2 separate regions of the Mus musculus genome follow, and region 1 is linked to region 2. A link is a contact called in public HiChIP or PLAC-seq data. All regions are on one chromosome and are shown on one strand. The core of a region is the stretch at or near the end of the contact, and the rest is flanking DNA. Distances in the headings are between cores, read along the strand shown.

What was found. HiChIP or PLAC-seq counts read pairs in DNA pulled down with a chosen protein or histone mark.
Region 1: a contact with region 2 is called in an H3K27ac HiChIP or PLAC-seq map of heart atrium, with 6 read pairs. The contact joins the enhancer-like site here to the promoter of Lrrc3b in region 2. A contact is called at or near these places in 15 of 484 Hi-C or Micro-C datasets (the 63-12 cell line, the Ba/F3 cell line, the G1E-ER4 cell line and 6 more), 2 of 115 datasets of contacts at active chromatin or transcription factors (embryonic stem cells and heart atrium) and 2 of 9 other capture datasets (adipose tissue and liver).

Annotation. Positions count from the first base shown.
Region 1 is chr14:15,473,387-15,479,208 of GRCm38.p6, reverse strand. No RefSeq gene overlaps it. Among named protein-coding and RNA genes, the nearest start is that of Lrrc3b, 37 kb to the right of the region's middle. Within about 2 kb of position 2,093, at least 3 of the 459 cell types and tissues checked have an H3K27ac peak or open chromatin away from gene starts, as enhancers often do. A contact at or near this core is called in heart atrium, where this site is marked.
Region 2 is chr14:15,437,671-15,444,002 of GRCm38.p6, reverse strand. Lrrc3b (leucine rich repeat containing 3B) reads left to right here and starts at 5,016. Exons shown (of 2, transcript NM_146052.4): 1 at 5,016-5,430. It overlaps B230110C06Rik (RIKEN cDNA B230110C06 gene), which reads right to left. Exons shown (of 3, transcript NR_152122.1): 1 at 6,260-6,332.

The sequences.
Region 1 (5,822 bases), core at 844-3,343, 38 kb before region 2:
GATTAGTCCCAAGGTGCCATGAAACTGAAAAATGAGGACAGATAAGCCTGGGATTTTCAAGAGATCCAGTGGGGTCTTTGTAATTTGGGTCATAGAAGGTGCTGGCTTATGGGTTAGAGAAAAACTGATGCCAACCTGACTGAAATGTATCTGGCTCATTTTCAGCTGACATCATTGTCACACATATCCCAGAGGCAAGACTTCACCCACCACTGTAATGACTTTTATCTATTTATAGTTTGCTGAGAAACTACGTGGAAAAACTGGCAAGAGTTGGCTATCTTGGTGATTATGGCTCAAAGCAGCTCTAGTCACATCAAATTTAACCCACATGTAGGTCATCTTCTGCCCTATCTCTATACACCATTCAATCTAGTAAAGTTCAGTTCTATGTAAGGGAATCAATATTAGTACATTGCAATACAATATACCAGTCATAATACCAGAGTTAGCAAAAGTTTACCGAGTATCTATTGTCTCTTTCTAACATGTAATGTTGACATTATCTTCATATTGGCAATGGTATTTGAGAGGATTCAATCAGTATATCTTTGAGAATAGGAAGTTATGGAGATTCTATAACTGCCTCAAGGCCACTGCACTAGCAGTGAATAGGTAAATAGAAAGGCAAAAAGATAACTATTATATATATATATATATATATATATATATATATATTGCAATATTCAAGGCATACTTCAATAGAAATGTATCTGAATGTCACCATCATAAATATTTGACAACATGCTGACAGCAAGAGTTCTGGCCAGAGACCTTTCCTAAAGCAGAAGCCACCAGCACCCTAGGTTTCTCTTTTTTACTGTCAGACTGAAACTGCAATCTTGGAACCTCTGGTTGCTAGGGCTTCCTGTCCCATGAAGCAACTGTTGTACTTGCAGGGACTTTACAGCTTAGGATTTAGACCAGTGCTGGGAGCATTGTGCTGGTTGCCCTAGGCAGTATGCTAGTAGAAGCAAATTGCATTCCCCTCATATTAGAAAATGTCTTTCATTATCTGTCCTGAAGCTCACTGCAGTGGAATAGCATTGAGTTTCATTCGCATTATCTCATTTCTGCATATATCCACTCAGGGATGGCTAGCCAGTCCTTATAAAGTAAGGTATGTTTCTTAGCCCTATTTTATAATTAAGGAAACTAGCACTCACAGTGTCCAATGTCACACAACTCCTTGTGGCTTGGAGTGAGAAATTGACTCTGAATACTTGGTTCCAGAGCCAATGCTTAGCCCCTGAAGCACCACACTTTCCAGTGCAGAAACCTCAGACTGCAAGAGTCAGAGCACATGCCCTAGACTCACCAGGTCCAGCTGCAAACTCCTACTCCTCCAGTTCCAATAATAACTTGGAGAGCTTTTCATCACTCTGAATTTCTCTGACATGGAAGAGTGATGTACACTCTACAAGGTGCCATAGTGGAGAGAGTTTATTCTCTATTTTGCCATAAACAGGACTTACCCCTAAAAACTTCAAGGAGCAATCCCTTGGGCACCTGCCATGTGTTTCCTGTAGTTTCCATATCTCTGGTGAGTTTTGAATTTGGACCTCCTAAGTGGAATTACTGGGGAATGGGAGAAGGAAAGAAGATGAAAATTTGAAGCCAGTAAAGAGAGGCTTTTTTTTTTTCTATTTCCACCTCTGTTTCTTTCTCCTTGTACTTATCTAGAACCACATCAGACCTGATTCTTACAGACGGTGGGCCTGGGAAAACAAATCCTACTTCTATCAGCTGTTACCACAGCAAAACCTTACACAGTGCTTGACACATGGATATTTAGCACAGGATAGATAAACTTGGAAATCATGTTAGTCTATTAAAACTGTAAAAAGCAATATATACCATCACATTTCTGTAAAACAAGGCCTGCACTCTGTGTATTTTTATACCTCCCCAACATGCTAATAATAAAGGTTTTATGTGTGTGACTTGGAAGAATGAATGAATAAACAACATTTTTCTAGAACTCCAGGCAAAGGCCCCTGCCAATTTCCTGCTTAGATTCCATGTCTAGTGCTTCACCCCCCACAGGCTTCATCACTGTAGTTACTCATGTTGAAAACTAAGATGACACTCCTGTTTTAGAAACACTCTAGTCTCCTATTGCTATTTTTAAAAAGGGTCAAGTTCAATTGTGGGTATGAATCCGTGTGAGGGACAGCAGGACTTTATTATTTGTGTAGTGTGAAATGATTCCAACATTTATGGTTCATTTCTTTGCTTTCTCTCTTTATCGAGTTTTCTGTGCCCAAGCTAGATCTCGATATCTCTCTCTCTCTCTCTCTCTCTCTCTCTCTCTCTCTCTCTCTCTCTCTCTCTCTCTCTCCATCCCTCTCCCCCTCCCCATCCCCCCTCTCTCTTTGGATTATACATTATACCCTGACCAGACAGAGTTATGCAAAGCACTTGGAAGGATACAAGCAGAATTAATTTTATGTAGTCCTCTCTTTCATTTCTGTGGTATCTGTGTTAAGAAAATGAAAAGACAAGCAACAAAACTTATGCTGAACATTTTGAACTCAGGTATGTCAGATTAAGGAGGAGATCTTGACCAGGGAAGCTGTGAGATTCCTTTAAAGCAGTATCTTTTGACCCTAGTCTGCAACTCTGTCTTGGCCTTTGTCTTTCTGTCTTTGTCTCTGTCTTTCTGACTGTCTGTCTGTCTGTCTTCATTCTTACCCACTTTTTTACCCCAACATTTCTCTGTCCTGTTCCCTCTCCCTCTCTTAATTTTCTCCGTGAGATCACCATTTTACCGTGAACAGGGATAGGTCCTGAGAGGCAGAGCTACTGACTTTCTTCTGGGAAGCTTCATGATGTTTCCATCCCAGAGCAGCATGTGTACACAGCTTCTGATTTGTGAGAGAGGTCATCAGCATGTCATTTTAATCTGGTAAGAGTTATGGCAGTTTGTTATACAACAGCAGTTAACTAACATAGTGTGCTGCTTAGTGCAAGGTAGAAGCCAGCAGACCAGGAAACATCACTTGCCAGCTATGACTGCAGCATACTAGACACATTCCTTAACTCCATGAGCCCTAAGTTTCTCCAAAAATACAAACATCACCTTACTGTACCCATCACAGAAAGAGATGATTAAATTTGGATAGATGAACCCATACACACTCCTCATGAGGGTTGCCTTGTGTTTCAGTGTTCCTTCACTCAGGAGTAAGCTACGGAATGCATAAGATTAGTTTAAGTATCAACGAACAACTTTCTATCTGCATCTAGAATACAGATAGGAATCTAGTGAGCATAACACAGACATTATGGAAAAAAGTATGGAGAGTCCTCAAAATTAAAAAAATAATTATGTGAGTTAAAAGTAGAACTTCCAGGAGCTCAAGAAACACTCTAATTGGGAAACAGCCTAAGCTTCCATCAACAGACAGATAAAGCCCACTCCCATCCCTACCTGTTTCACCCACCTTGGGCAGCAAGAAAGACACAACATGGTCGGATTCTTCTCAACAGCCTTTATTGCAGGAACGCCTTGATGCTGCTATGGGGACGCCGGGCACCCAGGGAGGCCTGCTTATATGCACCCCAGCACAGGGAAAGGCTTCATGTACTCCTGGGATAGGTTGAACCCCTGTCACCTAATTAGCATGTACCTGCTCAGGAGGGGTTGGTGCCAGACTCGGGCTTACATCTGTGCAGTGGTGTTGTTTATGACAACGGCACACTGGAAACCGGTGCCATCTTAGAGTTGGCTTCCTACATCTCCCCCTTTTTTGTTTAATAATATGATGCTGAACTAGGTCTGGGCAAATCTGTCCATCGGACATGGCTCCTGTCTTAGGTCCATCCTCTAGCCTTACCTGTCATAGGGTTGCCCTATCGCCTCCAGGCCTCGTATCTTAGGTTGGTCTGTGCACAAGGAAAGTTGCCCATCTCTGGATATCGTATCGTAGATCTGTGTGATTACAACTGCCAGTTGACCTATGGCAAACTCTTAATTTTTCAAAGAGGCCAGCCAAATATTGGGAGATGTGCCATCTTCGACGGCAATCATGGCCTGATATACCACAGCCTTGTATCTGGCATGATATCTCTTAAGTCGACATACAAGTGAAAGGCAGAAACCACATCCCAGGAGGACCACCAATCCCCAGGCTAACATGTCAGCCCACTCCTTTAAAAAGGAAAAAGGCATTGGTGATCCAAGCAGTGAAGTCTCCAAGGGTGACAGGGTCCATTCTAGTGCTATTAAGAGCAGCTATTTGCAACAGCAGTCGGTATGATAGTTGTTCAGCTTCCAGGGACCAGCTTCCCTTCAGGTAATTTGAAATTTCTCAGCTCTGTTGAGAAGACTATGAAAAGTTAGCTTGCAGAGGGATAATACACAAACCTCTAAGGGAGGAAACACAAGATAGCTGAATCATATGATATAAATCCTCAACCTGTTCCTGAACCAAGTCTATCCTTTGATTGGCTAACAGAATGCCAGATGCCAAATGCATATTAAATTCTTCTTGTATTCCCAATGCTACTGCAGTTTTCTCAACAATTTGATTAACAGTCTCAGCGTTTGTACTTGATTGGCCATGGCCACCGCAGCTGTAGTAGCTGCAGCAGCAGACACCACAATAGTTGAGATAATAGCTGCTGAAATTCCAAAATCCCTTTTTGTTCTAAACAAATTAAATATGGGGAATCTATTGGGATCGGTTTCTACTGGGATAGGCACAAAGGTGGGAATTTTTACCACTACTGCTGTATCATTGTCACCATCCCAGCACTCAGCTAAGTAACAATTTACCTCAGAATCATTACAGTTCAAGGAACCACCACTCACATTATTACTTATAAGAAAGAAAAGGGGTGATTTTACACATACTGAAGTAATGGGGGCAGAATCATTTGCCACAAGGCTATTAAATCGAATCCTGGTCAATCTGGTATCATTATGTCTAATAGCAGAAATATTATATATCCTGAAACTCTCACCCCTTGAGTCTGGCAAAAGGGGTTAATGATGTATATACCCCCTTTTCATTGGATAATACCCATTGATACCAGGGCCAGAAGTTTCTTTATCCAGTCTCATTCTTCTACCAATCAAATACTGTCTTATCAAGAGGTGGGGAAAATGCAAAACCCGGAAAGAATGATCTTCCTTCATGAAAAGTACTCTGGCATGGGGTAAACTCAGGTGGAAATTCTTGATATACTGGCAGGCCACACCCCTCAAATCCAGGTATCATTAGCTTTAGTAGATACAGCTGAACACAATCACTCATCTGTGAAATATTTTGAATCATCTGAAAACACAACAATCCCTTTTGCTGAAGCAGCATAGAAAAAAGGCAATTGTAAAGAATTGAGGAAACACTTGAATGCGTCAATGGCATGGTTTCAGGAACACAGATCTCTTCAGTTCCCACTAGCAGGTACATTCCCAGCCACAGGAACATCCACGTCCTCATAGCTCTGCTTGTTTTGAATTGCTCTGGTCAGCCGTTCTGGGACCCACAGCTGTTGTAATCCTGGGGAAACACACAAACAGACCCTCTCTCCCAAACCAACTGAGAGTGCTCCTCTCTCACCAGATTCAGTGCCTCATTACCTCTCTGGAGTTCTGCACCACATCTTTATCTTCTATGCAATTTCTCACTAACTTCCAGACCTTAACTTTTCTCAAAACCATGAACCTTAACTTGTCCCAAAACCAGGAACCTTAACTTGTCCCACAACCAGGAACCTTATTGTCTCAATCCGAGTACTTAAATTGTCCCACTTACCCGGGAACCTTATCGTCCCAATATCCTGGGAACTTACCTGCGATGCCGTTCAGTAGCTGA
Region 2 (6,332 bases), core at 3,767-6,266:
CTCAATAAAATTCTTGCAAACCATTATCCAAGAACACATCAGTATGATCATTCACCACCATCAAGTAGGCTTCATTCCAAGGATGCAGGGATGGTTCAGTATATAGAAATACATCAACGCAATCCACGATATAAACGAACTCAAAGAAAAAAAAAAAACACATGATCATCTCATTAGATGCTTAAAAAGCATTTGACAAAATTAAATATCCCTGTATGTTAAAAATCTTGGATAGATCAGGAATTCAAGGCCCATGCCTAAACATAATAAAAGCAATATACAACAAACCAGAAGCTAGAATCAAGCTAAATGGATAGACACTTGAAGCAATCCCACTAAAATCAGGGACTAGACAAGGCTGCCACTCTCTCCCTATCTATTCAGTATAGCACTTCAAGTTTTAGCCAGAGCAATTAGACAACAAAAGGAGGTCAACGGGATACAAATTGGAAAGGAGGAAGTCAAAATATCACTATTTGCAGATGATATGAGAGTATACTTAAGTGACCCTAAAAATTCCACCAGAGAACTTCTAAAGCTGATAAACAACTTCAGCAATGTGGCTGGATCTAAAATTAACTCAAACAAATCTGTAGCCTTCCTCTACTCAAAGGATAATCAGCCTGAGAAAATATTAGTGAAACAACACCCTTCACAATAGCCACTAATAATATTACATACCTTAATGTGACTCTAACCAAGCAAGTGAAAAATCTGTATGACAAGAACTTCAAAATTCTGAAGAAAGACATCAAAGATCTCAGAAGATGGAAAGATCTCCCATGCTCATTAATTGGCAGGATTAATATAGTAAAAATGACCATCTTGCCAAAAGCAATGTACAGATTCCATGCAATCCCCATCAAAATTCCAACCCAATTCTTCAGAGTTAAAAAGATCAGTTTGCAAATTCATTTGGAATAACAAAAACCCAGGATAGTGAAAACTATTCTCAACAATAAAAGAATTTCTGGGAGAATCACCTTCCCTGACCTCAAGCTGTGCTACAGAGCAATAGTGATAAAAACAAACAAACAAACAAACAAAAAACAAAAACAAAACAACAACAACAACAACAACTGTATGCTACTGGTCCAGAGACAGGCAGGAAGATCAGTGGGATAGAATTGAAGACACAGAAATGAACCCACACACATATGGTCACGTGATATTTGATAAAGGACCTAAAACAATCAGTGAGAAAAAGATGGCATTTACAACAAATCATGCTGGTTCAACTGGAGGTCAGCATGTAGAAGAATGCAAATCAATCCATTCTTTTCTCCTTGTACAAAGCTCAACTCCAATGGATTAAGAATCTCCACATAAAACCAGATACAGTGAAATTAATAGAGGAGGAAGTGGGGAAGAGTTTTGAACACATGGGTACAGGGTATATTTTCTTAAACAGAACACCAATGGCTTATGCTCTAAGATCAAGAATTGGCAAATGGGACCTCATAAAATTGCCAAGCTTCTGTAAGGCAAAGGACACCATTAATAGGACCAAAGGCAACCAAGAGATTGGAAGGAATTTCTCAAATCATTCCTCAGTGCTGTGTTAGTGGGGATCCTTTTGGTGCTGGGTGACAGAGAGCAAATGTGAACTAATTTGGGAAGAAAGGCAAATTTGTTTAAACAAGAAGATGAATAAAACAAATGCTGAAGAAGATGCAGGAAATTGGTTCCAATGGCTGCGGGCAGGTGGGAAGGCCATCCAGAGAGCCACTGCCTCTGATATTATCCCAGTGTGACAACTTAAGATTTATCCTGGAGACAGTGGACAAACATGTACATGCTATAGAAGGTTTGCATGTGGAAGATTCAGCTGCCATATGTTCACCTGAATCTCACAGTTAACTCTTCACATTTTTCCAGAAAATCAGTAAAACAAAGATCTCTATTAGACTGTTCAGGTTCGGAGCAAAATGACCGTTTATGGCCAGAGCACTTCAATCATCCATAGGTACTCATAGTGCCTAATAAGACAGAACCATAGAAAGCCAGTGCTGTCCATGGTCACATTTCTGACAGGAAATGCACATAAATGGAAGGTCTCAACACTGAAGAAGTGAGCAAACAACAGAGCTAGAAAAGACCACATCTTATTCAGTCCACATAAGGTGTCCCCAAGAGAAATGAGCCAGCAACACATTAATGTGTATTGTATAATGTGTTGAGTATATTCAGAAAAAGACATTAATAGAGAATTACTTGCCATTTATATGCTAGGGAAATAATAATACTGTCTTTATTGCACATGTTAGTGTTCTTGAGTGCTTTTAAAGTACCTTGGAACTTCAAAATATTTCCCAGTTTCAGAGAATTAATTAGCTTCCCTATGGAGTAGCTCAGAAATGATGTTGCTGTTTTGGAGATAAGAAAGTCAAGGGGGTTTGAATTATTCATCTTTTCAATAAATTTGCAGCAAGCATATACTCTCTGCATGGACCTGACCTGCAAGTCATGGGGAGGTGAACTGATTGGCAGAAAGCAAGAGGTATTTATGAGAATACAGGGGGCGAACTAAACCTCAGAGGCAGTTAACACCATTGTAATGAATTCAGTCTTTACCATCTAAAATCATTATTAAAATCAATTATATAATATTTTTAATATATTTAATTAACTAACGATCCAATTTTTCACAAAATTAGCCCCATACTTGGAAAATAAGTTGACTCACTTGTCAACATCATTCAAACGATTAGGTTGTTCTCTTGTTTGTGTGTTGATACTTTCTGGACTAAAACGTATTACATCCTATAAAGACTGGATATGCCTGTACCACTTGCATTCCAGATGTTCATCAGGTGTCCATTATTAAGGAAAAGTCTCCCTTGCATTTGGACCTCCCTCTTCATGCGAACCAAGTCACTGGCCATGAGAAATACACAGAATCTCTGGAGAAATGCATGCATGGGATAACCACCAGCTCCCCAGCTCTCAAGGCTAGGCACAGGCCAGGCTTTCTTTGACTGAGGGTAAGCCCAGTGGTGAGTATGCTCTATAGGGGCCTCCTTGCCAAAATTCCAGCTTTAGGTTGCTTTGCAATGGCTTGCTATTACCTGGAATGCCTTGAGCAAAGGTTTTGTGAGATCAACATCTTCATATCTTAATTTTAAAACATTCTATAGATAACAGGGCTTCAGGCACCAATCTGAATTTGAGAAATGCAGCCCCACTTGAGAGGAAGGCATCGAACTATTGTAGAGATGTTTCAATTGAGAATGCAGGGCATAACTGAAGGAATTTCTTCTATATGCAAAGGATTCTATGACATACTGAATGTGAAACAATTCACTCCATTTCTAAAGGAAGTTAAACAGAAAACATCAGTAAATGCCATTTACCTCTGAAGCAGAAAGGCCCTGAAGGTTAGCATGAAGGTCAGAGATGCTAAGTTCTCTCTCTGGTTCACTAATTAGATTATAAGTAGGGCTTCCAAGAAGCTATCTTTCTCCGGTTTCATTCTTTTAATTGGACATCAGCAGAAGCAGAGGAAACAACCAATCAGCTTCTCATATTAAAGAACATCCTTTGCTGAGCCGGACTTGATTTCTGGTTGCTACAAAACAAATCTAAGTTTATAACAGAGGTGACAAACTCTAGGGCCTGTCATTTATCCTTTTTATAGCATGGGTGATACCAACATTCAGCAAGTCAAGTTGACAACTTGACGAACCAACCAAACCAGAAAGCTACTGTATAGTTTATCTGAGCCATAGTCAGACATTTGTCTTAAGTTGAACCAAATTTATGCCTTATGGACATTACTAAGAGGTGAGTGCTCCACAAGTGCTATTTCATTTAAAACACAGCATCAACCAAAGATTCAAATGTAGGATAGCATAATCAACAGTTGGAAAGACTTGGATGCAAGCCAGCTCTGTGAGATTATGTCGGGTTTCATCTTGAGCTCTGGAACTCTTTAGATAAACTTACACCGATTACCCACGGCGGAGGTCATCTATAACAGTTCAATATGTGATATTTTATTGTATATTCCTATGAAATGTTTCACTATTCATCTTGTACTCTCTTCCAACCTTCCATTGCTTATACAACCTTCCATTGCTTATACAGCAGTCTAGTGAGCATCTCTTCAGATAAATTTTGTGGATGTTCTCAGTTATTTCCTGACTTGTGAGAAGTAGAATCACTGGCACAGTATTACAGACAAATTTTATACTTTCAATGGGAATGCCAAGTTTTCCTTTGAGTAATTAGACCAAATTACATACCTGCTATTCATATATATTTATTTCTAGGTCCTGATTTCTCAGTTTAAAAGTGTTGAAAAGTGATGACAATTCAAATCCAGACTAATAAAATCATATTGTGAAATGTTAGAAATACAAGTCATAGAATATAAAGGTGTATAATGTGGAGCTGCTAGACAAATCACAGCTGCTGGGGGGACTCAGTGGTTTACAGTTTTGCAATGTGGCCAGACCCAGCATACTTCTAAACCTGCATAAAACAGCATCGTTGCAAATGGGGAAATGCTGCAAGCTTTAATATGCTTGATAGAGGTCACCAAATGATAAAGACTTTCTGGTGAGTCCCCATCTGGAATGGGTTTGTTCTAGCTGCTAGCTGCAGTGTGCCTGACTCTTGCCCTGTGCACCCAGTAAGTCATTTTTAGTTAATTAAAAATGTTTGCTTTTCCTCCCCGTTGACAGCAATGGACCTAGGCTAAACAGTTCCCTCTGGTCTCAGTAGTCAGGAAATGGAAGAAAGAATGGGGCCATAGCAACATGTCCTGGAACTGGGCAAGAGGAAGCAAGAGAGGAGGAGGAGGCTAACTAATGTTCCTAGCTCAGCTCTGCTTCTCCAGCAAAGGCTGAATGAAACTCCTCCCCTCCTTATTCAGGATCTCCAGCTAGGAGGCAGAAGAGCAGTGCCAGTTAGGTGATAGCCAGCTCCACCAGTCACGTTCACTCGCTCTAGCTCGTCCCTGAAGCCTCGCCCCTCCTCCATTCCCAGTCCAGGTTTGGAGGCGAGTCCCCTCTAGTGACTGAGCCGCCTGCACGTTGGCGAGTAGCTTTCTGCCTCCCTCGCATCTTTGTCTCCTCCTCCAGTGAGGTTCCGGCGCCCCGCACAGGGTCTGCAGCGGCCGCCGCAGCAGTAAAAGCCAAGTCGTGCCCCACACGGCAGCCCAGGGCCGCACCCTCACTCGGTGGCAGCGCGCAAAGACGCCAGCCGCGCCACGCACCGCCTGCGTCCTGCGCCCCGGCCACAGCGCATTCACGCCGCCGCGGCGGTCGCTCCGGAGCGGAGCCCGGCCGGCGGGCCGGGTCAGGGAGGGTAGTCCAGTTTGCAGTCGGCTGGAGCTAGCAGCACGCACACCCCTAGGCTTATGCATCAAACGCCTCCTCCCTGCGCCACGAGGATGGAGCAGCCATCCCAACCCAGGACTGGCGCAAGGTAAGGTGCAGCCGCCTGTTGCTTTATGCAGAGCGCGGGCTCAGCTCCCAGTCAGGGTGCTTAGGCCATCTCTCTGGGAAGCAGAGAATGGTCACCGCAGTTCTGAGCCGTGTGGAGCCAAACCTCCAGGTCTTTTTGACACAGATCTTTGGAGAGACCCTGCCTGGAGAAGGGAAGTCGACCCTTTTCGCTCTTGTGCAACCAGGTGCCTTGCAGCAGTCTGCAAACTTTTGTGACCCTCCCTTCCTGGTTCTCACCTGGTGCGGTATCTGTTCAGTTCTCGCGTGCGCCCTTCCCCCAGCTACCCTAGCCTTAAGGCATCTGCCCATTTCTCTCACTGTGTTCTTGCAGTTCGACTTTTTGCTTCCTACAGCTCCGGATTCAGAGGCAAGGGCTTAGGATCTAGTAGTGCTTCTCTTGCCTGTCGCAGATGGGAAGGGGTAGGGCTAACCAGGGGAGGTGGAACTTAATGCCACTGTTAATGTCTTCAAGAGCGGTGAGGGTCAGATCGCTCGATCCTGCCACCCCCAAATCGATAATAAAAATCCTCGGAGTGGCTTTCGGTTATGGTTATGTGCTACGGGAAATACAAGTGCTGATCTGGATGGGTGAAGTAAGTGATTTGGGGAGGAAAAATCCCTCTTGAGGTTGCCGGAGGCAGCAGAGGATGAGATCTGCCAATGGGTGAGGGGGGACGGAAAGGCTCTGCTAATGTAGGCGATGGGGCACCTCAGCGTGGCCACTGAAGAGGATTTGGAAAAGAGATTGAAGTCTGTTTGGGGGTGGGGGCGCTGGCCCAGGTGAGGGGCCAGGGAGAGGGGCTAGGTACCTGAGAAGTCCGGAGGTGGGAAGCAGCCCTGGGATTCCTGCCCCGGGGTATTTCAGAAGGCTGGCTGCTTCTG